3 separate regions of the Zea mays genome follow, and regions 1 and 2 are each linked to region 3. Evidence: chromatin contacts called from public Hi-C data. All regions are on one chromosome and are shown on one strand. Each heading gives the region's core, a stretch centred on a gene start, on an enhancer-like site or on the middle of the called end of the contact. The rest is flanking DNA. Distances are from core to core; before and after follow the strand shown.

Region 1 (3,981 bases), core at 1,476-3,975, 340 kb after region 3:
ATTTAGGCCTTGTTTGTTTGTGTCGAATTGCACCCGGAATCGTTCCAGCTAATCAAAGTTTATATAAATTAGAAAAGCAATCCGATTAGGAATTGTTCCGACCCACCAATTCAGTACAAACGAACAAGACCTTTTTTTTCAAACACACTAGTTTCATATATGTGCTACCAAATTAGCCGCCGACCGCGTCTGGTGGCAGTAGGCCTGCAAATGGGGTGGGTATAAATGGGTATTTTAGGTGGGTTTAAGAAATGGTTTTGTTTTGGTGGGTTTGTGATGGGTTTAATTATTAACGGGTTGGGTTGGGTGGGTTTATTTTATATTGCGGGTCAAAATGGTGGATACACATGGGTATAGATGGATTTGTATAGGTATGAGTTTCCATGGGTATTCACCAATCAGACTACCACCTTAATCAGTACCATTTTATTTCAGGTTTAGAGAAGTCTTTGATTTCTTTAGTCACACACAACACACTATACTATATCATTTTATCAGTACCATTTTATTTAAAAAATATGACCAACTATAAAGTTGTATAACTTTTTGATATCTACAAATTCTATTTTAATAGTTTCTACGTCCGAGACCGTTTACAAAATTTGAATTTTAAATTTGAAAACTTCACACGAATTTTTCAATTATAAGATGATTTCAAATAAAAAAGTTGACAATTACAAAGTTTCATAACATTGCAAGACCTACAACTTTTATTTTGGTGGTTTTTCCATCCGAGGTAGTTTGAAAAATTCAAAATTCAAACATAGTTTTGCATGGCAAGATGATTTCAAACCAAAACATTGTCAACTACAAAGTTTCATAACTCTTCAATACCTACAACTTTCATGTTGGTGGTTTTTTATTTCGAGGTTGTTTTCAAAATTCAAATTTTAAATTTTTTAAATTCAGGCATAGTTTTCGTTGACAATATGACTTCAAATAAAAAAGTTGTCAACTACAAACTTCTATAACTTTTTACGATCTACAAAGTTTATTTTGGTTGTTTGATCATTTGTTCATCTCACATGATAGTTCTAACAATATGCACAAATTCTATACATATCTCTCGTAGTTCCATAAACTATGAGAGAGATATAGGTTTTATGAACAAATATATTTTTAGTTTATCATATGAAGAAATGTTCAAAATATAAAATGTACATCATGATGAGTTATACAAATTTGTAGTTGAAAACTTTTTCATTTGAATTATTTTACTGCTTTAAAATGTGATTTTTAAAATGTGTATGCAGTTGGCTTGATGTGAGACAATAAGCTAAACCCACGGGTTTTCCATGGGTTTCCACCCAATTACGGGTTGGTTTGGGATCAATAATGTTATTGGATGGGTTGGGTTTAACTTCCCTCTAGTATTTTTTGGTTGGGTGTGGGATGGATATCAAAGTAATTAGATTTGGGTATGGGTGGGAGTGGATTGGATTTTTTGCCATTAGCAGGCCTAGGTGGCAGTGCGAAAGCAGCGCTGGGCATTGTTGATCCGAGAGGAGGCAGGCACGGCAGATGATATGCTCCCGACAAGGGCTGCTGCCCGAAATCCCTTAGCTCAATCACGCTGGGACAGTGCGCCTTGCTGGAAAGGGTCTCCGTCGGCATTAGGAACTCTTCGTGGTAGATGGCCGGTGATGGAGCTGACGACCGTGACGGTGGAGACATCTTCTTTGAAGGCAGGAACTTTGCTGGTAGTAGGAACTCGGATCCAAGTGCATCTTCCTTCTTCGAACGCAGTGACGGCCTTGCTGGATCATTTGTGCCGCCAAACGGTATGTTTCAGACTTCCTTGAAGGCATTGAATTGTATGATTTCAGTCGTTGCCACGACATAGTTTAAATTATAATCAAATACTTGTAGAGTTTGACACAGGATCACGGTAATCTAAAACATGTAGCTTCTTGCAAGTGATACTCACCTCAACATGGCAGTGTTAAATAGCAAACCACCAAAATATAAACGATCAACATGATAGACCAATAGAGGTAGCATGTAGGAATGTGGTCCGGAGGCCCAAACACACACACACAAGTATAGATGAATTTGTTTTTTTAATTTAGCTTAGTTTACTGTATTTTAGCATTTGTTTGAAGAAACTGTTGGAGTATATACCATATTTCACCTCTATTTTTTTAACATGCCCCTAATAATAATGTTTTGGAAAAACTTTTTTAGCATCTTTCTAGAGTTGCTCTTAAACTATTTATCTTGAATGTCTTGGTTGGCTACTACACATTTAATTAGCCGAAGACTCCACACTCTTCGTTGTGCACCAAGGTATATATATATAAGCGAAACCATTTTTTATTAAGGAAAATATAGACGAAACCAATGTAAAGGGTGCTATTTATTTATTGTATTAGTGACGTCTTTTCCAGCTCTGTTAAAGAAGCAACATGTTAAAGACACAATAATTGAACAAACTTTCGCAATAGATGGTCTCGAGAAAGTTTGCTGCGATGTGGTACCAGAATATAGGTTTTGCCAAAACCATATGCCACTTGCCCACTTCCTCACCCAAAATTCTACAGTGCTCATTTTTTTTTCTCTCCCCCTTCTCAAGTTTTTCATTCCTGGTTTGGAGGATATACAGTTATACACAAATTTACCATTTCCATTAGCAAAGAAAGACATTGGGCTCAAGCCCAGCCCAAACCGATGGGATCGGTCGACACCAAGCGAGGCAGGCTGTGTAGGGCTTGGCATTTTAAACCCCATGAACCGAATCCGAACCCGAATAGATCGAATTGGTCGGTTTTTCGGGTTCGATCCACATATCGTACTTATTCGGTTATCGAGTTAGGGTTCGGTTTTTATATCGCGTAAGCCGAATGTAAAAAAAAAAGAACACACAACAGTCACCAGTCAGCCCAATAGCCACTTGCCCACTTAGGAAGAATATCCAACAGCGACGCCGCCCGAGACCATCACCATCCGCGCGGCGGAGATGCCCGAGGAAGAGCAGCGCTCGGGGAGAGGAGCGGTGGTGGATCCGTGGTAAGAAACGGACTGCCGTAAAATTACGAGGATTACTGCGGCTAAATCTGTCGTAGATCGTATAATTCCAAAGTTCAACTAATTATAATACTAAAATTTTAATTATTCTGTTTGAGATACCTATTTTCAGAAGTCCAGTATCGACGATATCACGGTTCCAAAAAAAAAAAAAGCTCGTCTCCCTGACCCTGACCGCACTACCGCAGCCCGCAGGCAGCCGAGACCGCCCAGGCGCCCACCAGCCAACCTAGAGCCTCTCCACTGCTCGGCCGCCGCCTGCCGCAGCCCGCCATCCACTGCTCCCGCCTCCCGGCGTCCGGCGTTCTGCTTCTGCGTAGGCGCGGCTGCGCTCCAGCTCCAACTCCGGCGTCCGGCCTACTGCTACTGCTCCAGCTCCAGCTCCCAGCTTCCCCCGCCCGCCTATGTCCAGCTCCAACTCCAGCGTCCGCTCTAGCTTCGGTGTACCGCTCCAACTCCCCCGCTGCAGCTCCGGCCACAACGCAAGGTACGCCCATCGGAAATTGCCGTGTCCTGATCGTGGATCTAATTGTTTTATCGGAAATGATTGGAATTCACATGAGTTAATGATATATATCTAAATTTTCAATCTTTTAATAGTATAGATACTATTATTCTGAAAAAAGAAAAAAAAATTAAGTCTGAACTGTTTGTGCTTCTTTGCCTCTTCCGCTGTTCAGAGTTCAGACTCCAGCGCCGTCTTCTTCACGGTCGCCTTTTGCGCTCCATCCCCTGGGCTTTCCGTCACGGTGGCCGCAGCCATGGTGGAGATGCGGCAGCGGAGGAAGCCGCTGGTCCTCGCCTCCACGCAGGCGCTCCTCGACTCGCTTCCGGGGGATCGCCCGCCGCCACCGCCGCAGGAGCCGGTGCGCCTTAAGGCCGGCGTCCTCCGATTCCCCTCCGGAGGTGGTGGCGCCGAGTTCGGGGAGCTCGCGTCTTTCGTCGGCATCCCTGCCC
Region 2 (4,084 bases), core at 1,007-3,506, 440 kb before region 3:
TGTTTTATTAAAAAATAATGAGTTATCGTTTTTTTATTTATTTATTTTATCATTTAAGGTAGTTTGTGTTTGATTTAAAATTTTATATTTTTAAATACATACTTTGAATAAAACAAATGGTTAAAGTTTTCAAAAAAAAAGTCAAGGTGTTACATTTTTGTGAACGGATGTAGTAGTACTGATTTTGTTGTGGGTGGAAATACAATAATTAATGCTGGCAAATTGGGGTGGAGACGTGGAGTTTATTTTTTAGTGCCGGAATAATGATCTAGACCCTAGGAGCACGGCCGGGATAAAGTTGAAGTAAGGACTGAAGAGAAAATAATATAAGAAACTCTATTTTAAATTATATTTTCCCTATAAGAATCGTTTTAGATTAAACATGCATCCATTAATTATATGTCTGTATTTGTTATCATTTATTCGAATGTGTACAGAAAAAGCTAAAAAGAACTATATAGACGGGCCCCCGCCGCCCATCGCAGCTGACGTCCTGAAGTCCAAGTCTCCACAGAATCATGGGCACGACTTCGCAGGGTCAAGTATGCAACGTACAAGCAAAGGTTGTACCAGACTACCGTGGGGGCCATCCTCCGCCTCATCACCATCTGGACCCACCTATAAGCCCTTTACGGGGTAGATTTTGTGGTATATCTAGGCTACTGTACTTCACCATACTGTAATGACCCTGTTGAGAGGAATATTCCGGGAATGTAGCAGGTAACCGGGGTTATAACGACAATTGGGGACCCAACTACCCGCCCCGGTTACCTATAAATACCCCCGTATTGTACACAGATAGAACACATGTAACAAGACGATACAGTTCCATACCTACTATTTTGTTGTGCACGTGAGTTCTCCCATTTCCGAGTGATTGAGCCCACCTGTCCATGTGTCAGCTGGTCTCAACAATGGATAAAATCGCAATTACATAATAACGAAAGCTAAAATCACAATAAATTGCATCCAATTTTTTTTTTTGTCTTTTCACATCAGATTTACATACCTTCAACTGCACATAACGATGCAAGGGTACAACATAGTTCTTTTTTTAAAATGGAGGGGTAAAATAATAAAGTTAAAAACAATGGGTAAAACACAATTACAAGTTCTAAGAGGGGTATAATTAAAATCGCCTCAAAAGTTATTGTCTACTCTTACTCATTTTTTTACTCTACTGATATCTCGTGGCTGTTCAGTATTTTTTGGTTGAATAACTTTCAATTCTCTTGAGTTCTATTTATTAATAAAACCACTGTCAATGTTTCTAACAAATTGACCAAACCAGTGTCTACACACGGGTGAGCTGAAGGCGAACATGTCCATATTCGGTACGGCTGTTCGGGGGCATTTCGATAGGCGTCTGTTGGAGTGTTGCAGAGGTACACCTCAGGATATTTAGTTTGACTAAAGTTTAATTTATGTCATATTAAATATTTAAATATCAATTATATACGTATAGTTAATTAGATTTAATAAATTTATTATGTCTTTTAGTCTTTATATGTATAATTAGTTTTTTAATTAAAATATATTTAATATCCGTAATTGTTATTTAAATATTTGATGTGAATGTGACTATAAACTTTCAAACACATTCAGAAGTGAGGGTTTATACTTTAAAGAAACAGTCTGTTCGATTGTCTTTAATACGTACTGTTTTCTGCTACTTCTATAATGTTTTTGTCTTTATAAATTATAGCTATAATAGTTCAAACAATCAATTTTAATTCGAAGCGAATATCAAAAAAAAATGCAAATCAATCTATTGGCATTGTAGTGGCACGTAGGACAGAAACAAGAAACAATGACTATCTATTTACACCCAGTTAAATAGGAGTAATTACTTTCATTTGCATGATTGCATCTGCGATACTTGAGTGCTCGTGCCCTGAGCCTATGGAGGCTGTGATGGTGGCATGTGTAAATGCGTTGCCTAGCTTAAGTTCGTTTCTGTTGAATTTCCACGTGTATTTATTCATTTTCATACATATGTATATCTTGATTCTGTTTTTACAGCCGGCTGTCTGATCCCATTCACATTTTCAGTAAACTTCCTTTTTTCTGAACAAAATCATTTCCACTAAATAAATATAGAAATAGAAATTAAAAGATATTTTCCCGTCGTTTCCGTTCATTTCGCTCGCTACTTATATCATTCTTTTTTGTGTCACACAAATGCAAATATGTGTTCGTCCTGCTGTCGTGCTACAAGTCGCGCTAGGCCGCTGGCCCATTGCACACACGGCCCAAAATAGTCTTGCAAAGTCCAAGGAAACGACGGGTTCACAGCCGCTGCGCTCAATTGACCCTCCCCTCGCCGGCGTCCGGCGATCGCCGGCATCCGAGCGATGGATCACCCATCCACGTGATGGATCCGACAGCTCCTTCCCCGGCCCCCCCTGCGGGCGATGGGGCACAGCCATCGGACCAGAACCGGCAGCGACCAAGGTCTGCACTCCGTGGCGCCCTCGGGGTGGCCTTCCCCATCGCGGTATCGTTCCTCTTCTCCTTCCTCGTTGGGCTCGCTGGGCTCGCGCTTGGTGGCCTCTCGTCCACCGCATCGGTCTCCATGCCCTCCACCTGCCGCATCCTCTCCAGTGGTCAGTCGCTGCTTCCTACCCGGTTTATTTCCGTAACTGCAGCTTGTAGATCTTAGTGTTTTGTTAAGGTTAGCGAAATTAATACCATAGATTAGCTGTTCTGCGATATGTTCCAAGAGATTACTGCAAATTTAAGCTTAGTCGTCCTTTTGAGGTACATATTTGATATTTTTTTTATCTAACATTCGTCTGGTTTTACACAGTTCAGATGGTATGAGCTTGCTATGTTAGCTAGGAAATTGCGGTTGCACTAGAAATATTAGATACTGAGATTCCATTGGACCTCATCTAGAATGCTTATAATGTGATTGCTTAGCCTTCCAATATTTGTGATTGATGCGTTTGCTGGTACATTGTAGGCGTTGACCTTAGGTCATCAAAAGTTTGCGAGCTTGGGTTATTGAACTATAGAGCTAAGCATGTCTTCTACCCATCGAGTAAGAGGAGATTCCGCTGCCATGATGACTACTACTGGGCTTCAGTTTTACAGGTTACAATTTGTGCTGTAATGCACTTCAATGGTTACATCTCTAGGATAACTTTTAAAAATGTTGTTGAAGCTGATGATTGGCTAAAATTTACAACCCCCTCCCCCCTCCCAAAATATAATTTGTTTTGGACTAAACATACATTAATTACTTAACATATGAATGTAGTTTACATGTATGTCTACATTCATTATCATTTGAATGAATGTAGACGAAAAAAAGAGGTCTAGAAAGAACTATATTTTGGGACAGAGGGAGTACATGTTAAATCTAATGTTAACTGGGTATATTTATGAGGCCATTCCCACACTCATTTTCTGTAGATTTAAGTCTGTACAATACTCTGTTTTTCTTGACGAGGTTTAGAAGTTATGCATATTTTCTAGTTTGTTCCACAGATATGCAAAGAAAGGCAAAAACTTCTTTACATGCTGTGCACCAACTTTCAATTTTGTTCATCCTGTTAACCACCCATACTTCTTTTATTATGCTTTTGATATTCATGAAGGCTTGCCATTTGTGTTTATTTGACTCAGTTATCATTTGTGCTGTGAATTGGATTGTAGGTTGAATACACAGAATATTTTTCTGGCCAATTATCTTATGCAGTGGCCGAGGCCCCGAAAGAGGCTCTTCCTCATAATTGTCGGCCTGATTTTGGTGCTGCATGGTCAACAACATTAAAGTTCAAGGTATTTTTATTACGAGTTATCTAGTTCCCTGTATGTAGTATTTACTTCCTATGTCCTAACCAGTAGCGAAGCTAGAGCGAAATTGAGGAGGGTGCATAAGATTTTTTTTCTTCTAAGGGTGCATATATGGTGAAATTTTAACTAAATCTATAGGATTTGCATTTTTTTGGGAGTGCATCTGCATCCATCACATTCAACCTATCTTCACCCCTGGTCCTAACACACTATAAAAGTGCTCAGGGTTTCTCCTGTTTTCATGTGAATGTTCAGTTATGCCAACACATTGTGCTCAAGTAAT
Region 3 (4,091 bases), core at 210-2,709:
GACGCGATAGATCCTAATGTCAAGGTTTGACATCATGGACGCTGCATCTTATTTCGAATTATTGGCGTCTACGTCACCATAAAAGTAATATGGCAGCATTTGGCGCCATAGATTCTCGTACTTCTTTTTATATTATCTGTTAGAATATGTATTTAGTATTATTAGATAGATATTTAAACCTATTCTTATAATAAACTTATAAAAGTATGCAGCAACAACTTACCTTCTAAAATGATAATTTGAGATATAAAAAATAGGTAGGATATCTAACGGATATGTTCTAGAAACTTGCCACGCCGGTACAATACCCATCCATCCGCACGCCCCACGCAGGACTAGAGTTTCTGTTGCGATGGAAGATTTCAAACGAGCCTTCAATCAGTGAGGAGGGATCAAGTTTGATATGAAAGAGGGAAACATAAGAGGAATGAAACCAGAGGAGATCGTGGTTTTCTGCGAACAAAAACCCCATGATAAACGAATTAGAGTTTCTTTAGGCTATCTTCAGCAGTCCGTGTAAACGGCCGTCTAAAGTATTGTTTTGAATCATATATTATACTGTTTGCAGAATGAACTTTAAAATATGGTGTGAGATATGAAGTGAAATAAGAAGTCTGCCGAAGATAGTGAAATAAGAAGTCTGCCGAAGATAGTCTTGGATACCCATGTCTATCTATGACTAACAAAAGTATGTTGCAAGCACGTACGTCTTAGCAGCCGGTAAGGTCGTCTAGAAAACCGCTTTTGTTTATCATTGGCGACCGACATTTCCCCCTCTCGCAGATGAAACTAATGCAGGCTCCTCAGTCCAACCGTCCACCGTCCCGTCCGCAGTCCCCTGTCACGAATTGAATAATGTGATTCCTTACAGTAATTAAACCCATTACGGCGAAACAAACAGTGCCGCATCACGCGGGCTACGTGTGCTATTGTAGCCCGCACGGTCAGGTACAAACCGAGTTATCTGCAGTTTTGTACACGCACACTTGCCATGAGAGAAATGACACATGGATAGCACCATTCTCAAGGGGTAAGAGCCGCGCGCAATGATAGTAGTACTCGTAGTAGGAGCCAGCCAGCCACACATGACATGATCAGATCAGACGGCCCAGCGTTGATGGAGGTTCCAAGGTGACGTCGCTATCCGGACGGCGATGCTGCTGGCCGTTGGCAGGTAGTTGGACGCACAGCTGGACGTTCCGATCAGGAGCGGGAAGGTTGCCGTCACCGTCAGTGCTGCTGCTCCCCAATAGCCGCCGTAGCTGCTCCGTTGCCCTTTTGTTTACGCAGTAGCCAACAGCAACAGCAGGCGCCGTACCTGTACGACGGTGCGCCGGCATGGCACCGGCTCGCTCGGACGGTGGTGGCCTGCACGGTGCACGCTGGTGGTGGTCCCGGGGGGCCCCGGGCGCTATAAAACGAGGCAGCCGGTAGGAGTCCACGGAATCGAAAACCCACCGCACCCTTTCATCAGCCTGCCTGTCCACTGTTGGCTTGGTGACTTCCTCCGCTCCGCTCCGCTCCCCTCCGCTCCCGAACGGTCGATCTTTGCATGGCAGCAGCAGCTGGCTCCAAGGGGCGGGCGATCGCTGGAAGCTTCGTCAGCCGCGTCCTCGCCGGCAAGGCCGCCTCGCCGAGGTACTCAGACGGGCCACACTCACCCCACACGCGCGGGTTTCGGTTTGCCCTGTGATTCTGCTTTTTTTTTTACTATTTTTGAGCGTGCTTGTTCTTGATCAGTTCGTCGAAGATCTCGCCGTAGTTTTAGGCTTGTAGCAGAGCGATCTGTCTGTTCTTTTTACGGCCGTTCTTAGCTTTGCTCTGGGAGTCTGGGTCCGGTGATCCGGTCCCTCGGATCGATAGTGCTTATTTCGCCCCCCTCCGACTTGGGACTTGTTGGGAGGATCTTAGCTTCGTGGATAACTATAACTCTAGTTCTGCAGAGAGCCCTTGTTTCGTGTTGGTTCAGTGTGCTGCTGGTGCCAAGATTTTGGTCAGCAGAAATATCTAGAAGTTGGCGACAACAGAATGATTATCTTCTCACACGAGTATGTAGATATGGCAACCCTGAACATCTCCCAGCTTGTTTAATCCTCTGGCCGTCCGTCCGAGAACAATAGAACACATACTAGGAGTCTAGGACTAGGAGGGAGAGTATGTATCTTCAACTTGAATGCACACTACCATCTCCGTATAAGTGATAGAAGAACTCCATCCATCTCCGTAGAAGTGATAGAAGAACCCCAACCAAAGCCAGATCCATGTGCTTGTACTACACTAGTACCACGGAGTCCTTCTCTCCCTCCTCCGTAGATATTACTGTATTTGTTGTTCTACGGTTCTGCCCACTTCAGACTGTCAAATCTGCAAAACTGTCTGTCAGCCTCTGCCACTAGGAAAACTGGAAAAGCCAAACGCCACGCCACGCCACTAGCAGGCTGCAGGCGCACCCACACAAAGAAGATGAGGAGCAGTGGAGGCGCGCAGGACGTGCACATCAAGCCGCGCAGCAAACAGCAAGCGACCTCGCCTGATTGCCTTCCGTGTTCCATCGCATCGCTTTCCGAAAGGCGGATTGATGGGTGGGTCTGGTGCGCGGTAGTTGTCGCTCGGCTCCACCCTCACCCTCACCAGTGGGCAGTGCAGTGGCCAGTCACTCACTCCTACCCACCTGCCGATCTTGGCTGCCATGGCTCGCTTGCTTTGGTTCTCACTCAAAGGAAAGAAAGGAACCCTCTCCACGGTACGACCGGGACCAGAAGCATCCGCGTCTGCCGGGCCCCACCTACCGTCCTTTGGCATCCGGTCCGTACGATTCTGTTTCGATCCCATCGCGCCAGCTGCTGCGGGACGCCGGGCCGACGACCGATCGGGGCCGTCCGTCCGTCCGTGGGGTCTCGCAGTAGGTGACATGCCCATCGGACGGTGTTTGGTGTGGACGTGTGGTGGATGGTACATAGTACCGGGCGTGGTACGGTTTGCTGTGGTGAGTGAGTGAGTGGGATCATGGAGGGCCACCTGGCCTCGCCTCGCTCTTGTACGAAGTCATGCGCGCCCGCCCATGGCCCATTCGGCCCATGTGCGCGCGCAGCCCAGCCGTGCGTGGGAGTCCGATCGTGATGCGTTTGCTAGCTCTGATGCCATGGCGCCATTGTTTCAGCCTAGGTGTTGGGATTTTTCATCTTGTCATGAACGCGATGAACCTAGCGATCGTCACACGCTCTCTCTCTCTCTCTCTGGTTCCCGTGTGCAGGAGGGCCGTGCACGCCTCGGCGTACGACAAGAACCTGGAGGACCAGGTGCGCCCGGCGTTCGTGCCGGACGATGTGATCGGCAGCGCCGGGAGCCCCGACAAGTACTGGAGCCCCCACCCCAAGACCGGCGTCTTCGGCCCGGCGGCGGTGGACCCCAAGCTGGCCGCTGGTGGCGCGCCGGACGCCGGCGCGGATGCTGCAGGAGGCACGGTGCTGGACCAGAAGGTGTGGTTCCGCCCGCTCGAGGACGTCGAGAAGCCGCCCCCCGCCGCGTGAGCCGCGCGGCGCTGCTAGGCCAGCCCACACTGCTGCTCGCTCATAAAAAGGGCGGCGGGAGAGCCTGGCAGTGGCAGGCACTCTGCTCGTGCTCGGCCGGGCTGGGCTCCCTGCTTATATCACTGCAATATTATACTACTAGTAGTGGTGCTTGATAGCAGTGTGTGGCTGTGCTAATACCAGTATAATACTGGTTCTACTATAATACAGTCGTATCAGGCATGGCGTGCATCAGGACTGGTTGTGATAGTAGCAACGTGATGCTCGTGCCTGTAATAAGAACAAGCAGGCGATGTGTGCCTGTGATGTACCGGTGTCGTCAGTGTTATAAGTACTTGGGTCAATGGTTTCTGCATGTGTTTGTTACCTTGTTGCACTTGGCATCTAGAGCTCAAACTCTGGTCATTACAAGCCGAGCACACCACACCACCCAAATAGCCCTTGAAACCTCCTACACATGCATGGTAAACATCATACACAATCACCCTAAGAAAACCATTATCATTTAAAGAGCATATGTTCTATCTATCGATATTCATGCAGATCGTACGCCGTGACGGC

The links. Hi-C and Micro-C count contacts between places; a contact is called where the count stands out from the background.
Region 1: a Hi-C map of tassel shows a contact between it and region 3, with 2.4 times the contacts expected there. The contact joins the enhancer-like site here to the promoter of LOC100282825 in region 3. A contact is called at or near these places in 3 of 25 Hi-C or Micro-C datasets (bundle sheath, endosperm and tassel).
Region 2: a Hi-C map of tassel shows a contact between it and region 3, with 1.8 times the contacts expected there. The contact joins the promoter of LOC100273664 here to the promoter of LOC100282825 in region 3. A contact is called at or near these places in 2 of 25 Hi-C or Micro-C datasets (ear and tassel).

What each region holds. Positions count from the first base shown.
Region 1 is chr2:13,542,361-13,546,341 of Zm-B73-REFERENCE-NAM-5.0, forward strand. It overlaps LOC103645997 (a long non-coding RNA gene), which reads left to right. Exons shown (of 4, transcript NR_157403.1): 4 at 1-64. Among protein-coding and RNA genes, the nearest start is that of LOC103645997, 3.0 kb to the left of the region's middle. Within about 2 kb of position 2,726, at least 18 of the 20 cell types and tissues checked have an H3K27ac peak or open chromatin away from gene starts, as enhancers often do. A contact at or near this core is called in endosperm and tassel, where this site is marked.
Region 2 is chr2:12,765,714-12,769,797 of Zm-B73-REFERENCE-NAM-5.0, forward strand. LOC100273664 (OSJNBa0083N12.13-like protein) reads left to right here and starts at 2,257. Exons shown (of 5, transcript NM_001148077.1): 1 at 2,257-2,606; 2 at 2,966-3,096; 3 at 3,661-3,786. The coding sequence starts at 2,375.
Region 3 is chr2:13,204,498-13,208,588 of Zm-B73-REFERENCE-NAM-5.0, forward strand. It overlaps LOC100282825 (seed specific protein Bn15D1B), which reads left to right and starts at 1,460. Exons shown (of 2, transcript NM_001155731.2): 1 at 1,460-1,638; 2 at 3,254-3,879. The coding sequence starts at 1,553. The coding sequence ends at 3,530.